Linked DNA regions of Sus scrofa: all the other regions are linked to region 3. A link is a contact called in public HiChIP or PLAC-seq data. All regions are on one chromosome and are shown on one strand. The core of a region is the stretch at or near the end of the contact, and the rest is flanking DNA. Distances in the headings are between cores, read along the strand shown.

Region 1 (3,401 bases), core at 190-2,689, 250 kb before region 3:
ACACCCACACGCTGCTGTTTATCTGGGCTGGGCCATTAACCTCAACAGCAAAAGGCTTTTTCCAGGGGATGTCTGGCAGCAAATTGCTGGGTGGACTGGCGGGCAGCACAGATGAAAGAGAAACCCGCCAGAAGGCCCCCCCCCTTCCCCTCCCCTCCGCTGGGCGACCTCAATCCTCTGCCCCCGCCCAGCTTCCTCAGCCCACAGAGGCCCCCCATCCCTTGTCTGTGGGCCTGGCACCGGGGCAATTTGATCCCTAGGACCCTGTCCTCCTCCTCCCCCTCCCCCTGCCTCACCTCCCTGCTCCAGCGGGTGCCAGGTTTCAGGGGAGCTCCATGAAACAAAGTATTGTGAGGCTCCCCCAAGGGTCTCCCGAACCTTCCTCCCAGCAACTCTCGAGTCTTCCTTTCCAGGCCAATTTGTTGTCCCGAGTTGGGAGCATAAGCGATAGCTTATATTTCCAAACACCCTCCCCGCTCAGACAGGCAGGCAGGTAAGGGCTTTCTCCTCCCTCAGCAAACTTGGCTGCCAGGACATTTTTATTTACATGGATGTTATGGGTCTTTGGTGTAGCCTTCAGAGCTGAACTCCCTCGGCAAGAGGGTTCAAAGATTGCCAGCGCTCGCGAGTTTATTAGCAGTTGATGGATACTTTGCAGAAACAAGTTAATGCCTGACGAGTCACCTTCAGCTTGGAGCCCTGGTCCCTCTCGTTTTTCCATATGTTCCCGGGTGTGTGCTTGCAAACACACACACACACAGAGCACACACTCGAAGTGCGTTCACACTATGCTCATGGACACAGCCTCTCCCACACTTGAGCTTTAGAGATGCATGGGGGACGCAGGTGACCAAGTTTCTGGTGTTGATATTTCATGGGGTTGGGGTTGAGGGGAGGAAGGACCCCTCAGCTTTCCCCATTTTTGTAGCTGTCCCAGCCGGTGGGGTGTCTAGGGGATTGCCACTCAGGGTGGGTGTTGGTGGCTGCCTCGATGGGTAGTACATTTGTACAGACTTATTCATACATAGGATGCCTCCATGCAAGACTGGCTGCTGCTTTAAAAAAAAAAAAAAAAAAAAAAAAGTTAATGGAGCTGCCTGGTTTGGCTCCCAGGCCCGAACATGCCTAGAAACGTTGGAAGGAGTTGGCATGCTGAGCTGCCCTGGCTCCCCGGCCTGCGGGGATGGCGGGATGCGGGGCCTGAGCCCTCCTCCAACCCCCAGCCGCTGTGCCATATAACCCATCATCGCTTCCAAAAATCAAAAAGGCCTAACAGAGCAAAAGACACCTCCCGCCAACCCCTGCCTTCAACCCCAAGCCCCCCAGTAACAGAGAAGCAGGAGCTTACAGGGAGGGCGGGAGGAGGGCTCTGCCGCCGGCCCTGCTCTCCCCTGCCTTTCCCCATTTTTGTTAACAAATACAAGACTTCCGGTCTCCGCCCTGCCACCACAAACCGCAGCGTTCCTGCAGCCCGGCTGGGCTCGGGAGATTTATGGCTCCCAGTCTGAGGCCTACCCCGCCGGCTCCAGCTTGAGGAAGAGTCGGAATGCCAGCCGCCGGGGCCCCCTGGCTTCCATATATCCTCCCTTTTAAAAGACCTCCAAGCGCCTGTTCAGGAAAAATCACCTTAGCAGACTCACCCCAGCCTCCCCTGCTGGCTGCCGTGGGAAGAAAGCACGTCTAGGAAAGCCGGGGTGGGGCCTCCAGGGGCGGACAGAAGAAGGAGGGGGAGGACACCCAGTCTAGATGCTTCTGGGGAGGGAGGGGGAGGAGGAGGAGGAGGGTTCCCCCCCGCCAAAGGCATGGTTGTACCCACTTGAGACACACAATCTTCCATCTGGGCCGGAGGTAGTCGGGGCTGACACCAAGTTGCATGTTGTGACTTGGCGTGTTGACAGGAGCTCACCCTTTGTGTACAGAGCTGCCGGGGACAGACACACTGAGTTGTTTTTCTATTAGGAAGATAGGTATTTTTATCCCAAGCCACCTCCATTAAAGTTTCCCCCAGACAGTGCTCCCTGATGACCAAGGCATTGATCTGAGGACTGGGTGACAAGCACAGAGACTGTTTAGCAGGTGGTCCTGGGGTCAAGGTCTGGCTGTGTCATCCCTGGGGCCTGAGCAACAGACTTCCTGAGGCCAGGTTTTCTCATGAGGATGACAAGGGGCTGGAGCAGCTGGCCTGCAAGGTTCCATCCAGTTTAAAGGACTATAATTTTAGACCTGTCTAGAAGGCCTCTCCCAGCCCTAAAAGTAAGCCCTCCAACTAAGTTACTAAGTGGTCCTGGCTTCTGATTCTGCAGGGATGGGGCTTCCACTGGTAGGGTTGGTGTCCTGGGTTCCTGATAGGATGCGGGGGAGCAGAGGGATCAGGGACCCCCATGCTTTAGAGGCCCCGCTCTTCCATCACTGGGTTAAGATCTCCAAGCCCCCCATAGGGGAACTGTACAGCCTGTGGCACATCCAGTGCCCTATCATCTCTTTCTGTCTTGCACTGAGAAACAGTGGGCCTGGCGGCCCAGGAGTGCGGATGTGCACGTCATCTTGGTTTGGGAGGAAGAGGAAAATGCCAGTCCCCATCATCACCCACCATGTCTGCCATTTTGTCTTCTAGATTCCCAACTTCTTCTGGAGCCTGGGGATCGGTCACACTGGTGCGTGGTGGCATACTGGGAGGAGAAGACGAGAGTGGGGAGGCTCTACTGTGTCCAGGAGCCCTCCCTGGATATCTTTTATGATCTACCTCAGGGGAATGGCTTTTGCCTTGGACAGCTCAATTCGGACAACAAGAGTCAGCTGGTGCAGAAAGTGCGGAGCAAGATCGGCTGTGGCATCCAGCTCACGCGGGAAGTGGATGGCGTGTGGGTGTACAACCGCAGCAGTTACCCCATCTTCATCAAGTCAGCCACACTGGACAACCCGGACTCCAGGACGCTGTTGGTACACAAAGTGTTCCCCGGTTTCTCCATCAAGGCTTTTGACTATGAGAAAGCGTACAGCCTGCAGCGGCCCAACGACCACGAGTTCATGCAGCAGCCGTGGACTGGGTTCACCGTGCAGATCAGCTTCGTGAAGGGCTGGGGCCAGTGCTACACCCGGCAGTTCATCAGCAGCTGCCCATGCTGGCTGGAGGTCATCTTCAACAGCCGGTAGCCTCGTGGGGGAGAGGACAGAGCGGGAGCCGAGCGGGCCCAGTCCAAACTACTTTGCTGCTAAGATTTTCCTCCTGAGTGCTTGCTTTTCATGCAAACTCTTTGGTCATTTTTTTTTTCCTTCCTCTCGTCGTTCTTGTTTATGTTATGTTTTGTTTTGTTCTTTGAGAAATAGCTTATGAAAAGAATTGTTGGTTTTTTTTTTTTTTTTTTTTCCTCTTCGGGGCGGGTTGGGGCGGGGGCAGGGGT
Region 2 (3,489 bases), core at 622-3,121, 140 kb before region 3:
AAAGCGAGTAGATCTCATGTTAAGTGTTGTTACCACATGAAACATTTTAAAACAATAACCAAAAATTAAAAAGAGTGCATGAGACAAATATGAGGTATAAACAGGAGGGCAAGGAGGTTCATGCAGCGTCTGGTCACCAAAAGTACTCTTCGATCATTTGGAGAATCACCTTGGCAGAAACTATTTGCTCTTAATTAAAGAGCTCGTTGAAGAATAAATTATTCCTCTCCATCCCTCAAAGAAGGATCTCTGTTTGGCACATGCTATTTATGGCAAAAACAGAATCAATTCCACAAAGATCTACTTGGCTTCCACCATTGAGCAGGCACTGGGTGTGCATGAGAATAGAATAAGAGCAGCTCACGTTCTGTTTGTGAGGTGGTTAGGAACGGAGACTTGGATTCTGATATCAACTCTGCTGCCCGCTAGCTGTGTGGCTGTGAGCAAGCTGCCTGACCTCTCTGTTCTCTGGAAAATGGGGAGAAAAATCTTTAGGGTGTCACTTGAGTTAATAGACAAATGAAGGCATGAAGTGCTTTGGATAATGCCTTCCAGCATGCTATTGTCATTACTAAAAAATACCACAGGGTGATGTCAAAAGGATGGGATGCACTGCCTCCCTCGGAGGTGTACTTGGCTGGGGGTGGGGACAGGGGCACCTCCAGAGGAGGTGACCTGAGCTGGGCCTGGGAGGAGGTGTTTCAGGGCCAGGAAGACAGAGACTCCAAGGATGGGGTCCAAGATTTCAAGCCTGAGTGACCGAGAGAACATTAATTCAACTAGGTCAGAGTGTGGAAGGAAATGCCCGGGGAAGTCATTCTGGGGCAGGGTGGATCTCAGAGCTGGGTGTCCTCCAGCCTGAAGGGGCTCAGGGTCTAAGCACATGCTCAGTCTGAGTGAGCCCTGGGTGCAGTGAAAGTGACCTCCATGAGCAAGAAGTCCCCAAGACTGAGGATTTTATATCTTCCCCTGGACTTGTTCCAAAGATGGTACCAAGATGGATGGTGGGTCTCTGTTTGACTCTGGGGCATCAAGGGAGGAGGAGCAGGGGATGCCATGGGGGGTGGTACCAAAGCAGAGGATGGAGTGGACGTCTTATGATGGTGAGAAAAGGCAACTGGGATGTCCCCGCCTGGCTGCAGGGGAGCAACTGGGGTGTCCTGGGGCTGAGGCTGGGCCACATTAGGATGGGGACTGAACAGGAAGGTTTGGGGCACCACAGGCACATCCTGGGGGAGGGCTCCAGGCTTGACTTGGGATGTGCCTAGTGGGCAGCTGGAGATGCCAGCCTGGGGGTGGTTCAGAGAGTTGGGAGGACCCCAGGGCAAGGCGGGCCCTGGACATTTGGGGTCAGCCATCTGCGTGGCCCCCTGGGGAAGAGCCTAAACTTGCCCCTCATGGAGAAAGGCAGCAGCAGTGACTATGGCTTGTAGAAACTTCCTAGAGCTGGCTCAACCTGCTTTGGGGACAGGGGTCAGGCCTGCTTATGAGTGTATGAGGTAATAAGGTACAGGAGGCAGAGATGGACTCTAAGAATTCAGGGGTCTCCCCAGGCGGCCTCAAGCAGATAGCTTGGCCCACGGGATGGTGGTTTCCTCTTTTGCGAAATGATGAAAGCCACTGATGATTTAGTTACTCTTCTGGTTTACTGTCAGCCTGGTGTGGGGGGGGGGTGTCTGTGTGACCCTGTCCCAAGAGTTTACTGCAGCGAACAAGTCAGAGGAGGCTCCTTATTTCTGGCCTGTGCAGACCTCTTGGCACCTTCCGGATTTCACACCAGAAGGTTCGCACTACCTCAGGTGGCGTCAGAAGTGTCCTGACAGCCAGGGCCAGTGCTCAGCTGGGGCCCTGCTTCCTGCTTGGGGGAGCAGGTGACAACAACACCAAGAGGTGCCCAGATCACACAGAGGAAACATGTTGGGGTGATCCAGGTCACTGCCCTAGAACAGTGCTGCTCCCTGCCTGGAGGTGGGCTGTCGGGGGCGCAGGGCAACTCACCCAAGGATGGGAGGACCCCCGAAGGCCATCCGGGCCAGCCCCCTGCCTCCAAGAGGGCTGCCTTCAAAGCATCCCAAAGGGATGCAAAAAGCATAGCCATGGCCTCTCTGTGCAGCAGTTGCACTGAGGCCAGTTTGAGTGAAATCAATTTGGAAGAGGCCATTGTCTGCAGCTGAGAAACAAGTCTGAAATCAAGTACAGTTGTCAAGAAACTTTGGCGATGTGGCGTAGCAGAGGCTTAGGGGGTCACGAAACACCCAGCAGAGGTCTGTGTGCTCTGCTTTTATGTGCACCCACGCGGTCTGGAGACAACGAGCTATTTTCTGATAAATGCTTCAAAAACATTTACAAACACCCCCTCCCTTCTCTTGAATTGCTCTCTTTTCTTCCTTTCAGAAGCACAAAAAATGGCTCTTGATGGCATACCTCCCCTTTAGCTGACAATTCCCTCTCCCTGGGGTCTTTCACGGAAACACTTCTCCAAAAGCTTGTCTGCATGGGGTTCCTCACCTTCACTGACTCCCCAGCGCTGCCGAGGTAGCTTTTGCGCTCACTCCACTGACACCATGGGGTCCCTGACCTCCTTGTTGCCAAACCCCGGCCACTTCTCCGTCCCGGTCCCCTTGATTCCCCTGAGGTCGCTCCTCCTGACATCTTGGGACCAGCTGCTGAAAGTGGGAGGGGACAGCACCTGGGAGGGGTGGTCTGGCCCCGCCCCTGAGGGAGGAGCGCTGTGACCATTGGCGCCCTCCTGGCTTCTTTCCAGCCTTCTCTCCTCCACTCCCCCAGCGCACCCTATCTGGTCCCCAACACCAGGTACACGCTGACCCAACGCTCAAGCCTGTGTCGCTAGGGCCAACCTCTTCTGGATCATCAGACACATCAGACAATTCCATTGGAGCAGCAGAGGGACAGCTCCCTGGGGATGGAAAACAGGCCACCCAAACTCCTGGTTGCCATTCCCACTCTATCTGCTTCCAGCTTCCTCATCCCAGGAAACGGTGCCAGCAGGCTGGTAAAGGAGGATCCCGAACGCTCCCTCCCTTCTCTGTATCTCTGGTCAGAAGTCCTGCTGGTTCTAACACAAAGATACAACTGGAAGGCACATGGCCTTCCCCCTCCTCTTTCATGACTGTTTTGAGCCACCAGCCTCTCACTTGGACCCAACAGCTTCCACGTTTGCCCCTTCAAGTCTACCCCCTCTCATAGGGTTATTATGGGCAGGGCAAGCACTCCCCTTGACTTCTTGCTCCTTAAAAGTTTTCTGATTATCCTTATTTATTTCTTTTTCAGAGGAAATTTAGAAAGAACCATTTTTTAAAAAAATAAATAATTCAATGGTAAACCACTACAGTCCAAAGATCTGTTCCTTCAAGTAATTTTTCCCCCCTCCTTTCTGCAGGCAGTGTTCTAGATTATGAATGACCACAGTCATTTATAGTAATATTTTCCTTTCAGGGGACTATTTATTTTTTAGTTTTCTTTTCCCTC
Region 3 (3,432 bases), core at 455-2,954:
GAAGAGCATTCTGCCTCAGAGCTGGGGCAGGATCTGGAGTCAGCACGAGTTGGGGGGAGGCCATGGGAAACCTTTCCAATTAAAAAAAAAAAAGGAACAATCTCTCTTCCTCTGTCAAAGGTGTCAGTAGGGGCTCCTCTCTCCCTCTCCCCACCCCCTCCTCCTCTCTTTCCATTTTTAGTGCCTTTAGCACTAGAGAAAGAAAAAAAAAAAGATATCCATTTTCTTGTTCTTGCTTATTAAGGAAATGACATTCACCCCTCACTTGCTGTACGTGACTATAGTCGCCTAGAATTAGAAAATGGTTTTCCATCACCTCTTCCTCCTTGGCACTCCTTACAAAGGGGCGCCAGGCTGCCTGAATTCCAATCCCACTCCCCCATTTGTAAGCCATGAGATTTGGGGCCACGTATTTGATCTCAGTTTTCTTGTCCGCATGCTGACGATAAGACTAGTATCTACACTTTACAGGGCAGTTATGAGAATTCAGAAAGGACATGTGCAGACACGTAGCTCGGACGGTGTCCCCATGTGAAGGAGGCACAGGTTCTGGATGGGGTGGGGGGTGGGTGGGACAGGGACACTAGGAGTGAGTCCACTTACAGGAACAAGTGGTTCTCCTGTCATTCACCCAATATTTAAGGAGCACTGTATGAGCCCTCAGAGAATGGGACTTTCCAGTGGGAGAATGCAGACCACAAAAATAAATAAAGCATGTGTGATGCGTTCCACGAAGAGAAATAAAGGTGGGGGGTGAGGAGTACAGAACAGGGAGTTCAGGAGGCCTTACTAAGAAGGTGACATTGGACCAGAGACAACACGGTCTGTAAAAAGAGATCAGTAACGGCACACACTTCACAGACATGATGCAGCAATAGGTAAGATAAGAAAGAGAAAGCCCCTCACAGTTCCTGGAACCTAGAAGGCCAGTGTCTGCATGGCAATACAGTCATTGCTAGATACTCATTATGGGGACATCAGGAGAATGGCATGTCCTGGTTCACTGGAAAGGCAGTGGCCCCTGCATTTAAACTCAGTCCATCAAAACCAACCTTATGGTTTCTACAGGTGAAACTGCTGGGGGGAGGGAAGAATTGGGAGGGTGGGAATAACACATACACAATATATACTCACTGACTAATGAGAACCTACTCTATAACCCAGGAAAATCTACTCAATAGTTTGTAATAACTAGTATGGGAAAAAAGAATGGCTATATTTCTATGTGTGACTGACTCACTTGGCTGTACACCTGGAACTAATACAACATTCTAAGTTAGCTATACTGCAATAAAATAAAAATATAAATAAAAAAAAAACCACCTCAGTCCATCATGGCTAAGACCATACCTGGTCTACAGAAAGGTGCCCAGTCAATCCTGGTGGACTCAACCAATGAAGTCACACCCCGTGGGACCAAGAAGGGACATGAAGCAGAACTTGCGGACAAGGAACGGCCTGGGCTAGTGAGGTGGGACTTAGTTTTTACATGACTTTGCTCCTTGGCATCTCAGAATATTTTAATAATCCTTATGTCTGTGAGTTAGCATATCCTGGAAGTTTCCAGAAGACTTGGCAACAGAGCTGGCATAGCTCTAGGGAACAATAAAGTCACTCCTTCCAATCTGAAGGGCTGGGAACCAGGCTTTCAGTAGCTTCAGTCCAGTGTGGGGCAGCCCCTTCCCACCAACCCTGAGTTCACACTGCAACAGCACCACCTGCTGGAGGAACAGGGCTGCTCCCTCATTTTTATTCCTTCAAGCACTCAGTGGCTTCGTGGGTGGGGGAGTGCAGCCTGGACATCATTTTGGAGGGGAGTGATTTTCATTCTGAAAGCTCATTTGTCCCTCATATTCTTGGGGGCTTGGGGTGGTTCTCATCCTGTCTTTATTCGGGCCAAGCAGGTAAATGGGGTGATTAACCCCAAGTCTCACTTGCCCCCCTGTCAGCTGGTCTCCTGTCCTCTCCTGGGTCCTGTGTGAAGAGAGCGCTTGGACACGCTGGTATGAGGTGGCATGAGGTCAGAAATCCCACTTTACCTTTCCTGGGTTTTCCGGGCCCCTTCGTGGAGAGGGCCTTGGGCATATCCATGAGGCCAGAAATCCCACCTGACTCAGTGATGTTTCTGGTCCAGTGGGTGCACCAGGTCGACCTCACAAGAATGGGTCTACACATTCTGTACTTCACTCAACTAGGTCACTCACCAGAGGATCAGAGCAAAACGGGCCTGCCCAGGTCAGGGTGAGCTCAGAATTAACTGCAGACAGACAGAGAATTTAGTTTCAACATTTCCTAACAGGAAGGCAAAAGGGGAAATAAGTTCCTCTGGTCAGACAAAAGACAGCAGAGGGAACATTTGTCTGACAAGAGAATTCAAAGAGAAATGATCAAAATGTGTCCTTTTCGAAAGCCTGGGGCAAGACACAGGATAATTCAAAAACAGTGTCTTTCAACTGGGGTTTTGTTTAAGATGCAGAAGCCTCCAGCGCTGTGTGGGGAAGAGAAGACAGTATTTCTGCAGAGCCCTGAGGCTATGTGGCTCCTGAGCTTTGGTAAGCTGAGGAGATGCTGAGGAGAAATTGTTCAAGTCACCACACCAGAGGGGGAAGGAGCCTGGTGGGGTGATGTCTGGGCTGGAGGTTTGGGGACGGAGGAGAGGGGAGGGGAGTGCAAGGAGGGGCGGGAACCCATCTCATTCTACTCCTTTGCCCTCACACGGTCAAGTTTGTGGAGTGCCATCCCTCCCCTCAGCACAGCTTCTACCTAACCTTCTGAGGGCAGAAGCCAACACTCTGCAACCCCCCAAGCCCATACCAATGGGTGCCTTCCTGCAGGCCCAGGTGCGGCCGTCTAGTAGGGGGATGGCCACCAGCACCCCTCACTCCATCAGCAAGCACCCTCCTTGTCTGCAGCTGATAGAGGCTCAACCTCCCCGGGGCTGCCCCATGTTCCCAGGAGTCTGAGGATTGGAGGGGTGCAGAGGGTCCCCTGGAGGAATGTCAGGCTGTGCACAGCAGAGACATGTTGACCAAACAGGTGCTCTCCGTCACCTGCCTGGCCGCTTCCTTCACTGTCTCTTCCCCTCGCTTGTTGTGGAAAGAAGGGCCTGAGTCTGGAGGGTCTGGGTCATTTGGGGGACAGAGTTAAGCACCATACTTGTATGCTGAGCATGAATGAGACAAGGACAACTTTGGCGACTGGGGACCAGCTGCAACACGCCTGTGAAGCCTCCAGAACGGCACGCTGGCGCCCTCTAGTGGGAGCAGATCACAGAGCAGCCATCTGTCCTCCCGCCTTGGCACCAGGCACACCTGACCCTGGGGCCACACTGGGAGCAGGATTACAATTGATGGGGACTGGAATGTTTACATCACTGCCAACCCCCTTCCACAGTTCACAATAGAGATGCCAAAAGTGCAAGTGGAACCCCCA

What was found. HiChIP or PLAC-seq counts read pairs in DNA pulled down with a chosen protein or histone mark.
Region 1: a contact with region 3 is called in an H3K27ac HiChIP or PLAC-seq map of alveolar macrophages. The contact joins two enhancer-like sites. A contact is called at or near these places in 1 of 47 Hi-C or Micro-C datasets (fetal skeletal muscle) and 2 of 2 datasets of contacts at active chromatin or transcription factors (alveolar macrophages and skeletal muscle).
Region 2: a contact with region 3 is called in an H3K27ac HiChIP or PLAC-seq map of alveolar macrophages. The contact joins two enhancer-like sites. A contact is called at or near these places in 4 of 47 Hi-C or Micro-C datasets (embryonic fibroblasts, heart right ventricle, retroperitoneal adipose tissue and 1 more) and 2 of 2 datasets of contacts at active chromatin or transcription factors (alveolar macrophages and skeletal muscle).

The regions. Positions count from the first base shown.
Region 1 is chr1:98,514,034-98,517,434 of Sscrofa11.1, reverse strand. It overlaps SMAD7 (SMAD family member 7), which reads left to right. Exons shown (of 4, transcript NM_001244175.1): 4 at 2,615-3,401. The coding sequence ends at 3,153. Among named protein-coding and RNA genes, the nearest start is that of SMAD7, 27 kb to the left of the region's middle. Within about 2 kb of position 1,439, at least 37 of the 83 cell types and tissues checked have an H3K27ac peak or open chromatin away from gene starts, as enhancers often do. A contact at or near this core is called in alveolar macrophages, where this site is marked.
Region 2 is chr1:98,409,988-98,413,476 of Sscrofa11.1, reverse strand. All of the region lies in intron 10 of CTIF (CBP80/20-dependent translation initiation factor), which reads right to left. Among named protein-coding and RNA genes, the nearest start is that of SMAD7, 130 kb to the left of the region's middle. Within about 2 kb of position 1,871, at least 1 of the 83 cell types and tissues checked has an H3K27ac peak or open chromatin away from gene starts, as enhancers often do. A contact at or near this core is called in alveolar macrophages, where this site is marked.
Region 3 is chr1:98,267,688-98,271,119 of Sscrofa11.1, reverse strand. The region is part of intron 6 of CTIF (CBP80/20-dependent translation initiation factor); the gene reads right to left. Among named protein-coding and RNA genes, the nearest start is that of TRNAD-GUC, 41 kb to the right of the region's middle. Within about 2 kb of position 1,704, at least 9 of the 83 cell types and tissues checked have an H3K27ac peak or open chromatin away from gene starts, as enhancers often do. A contact at or near this core is called in alveolar macrophages, where this site is marked.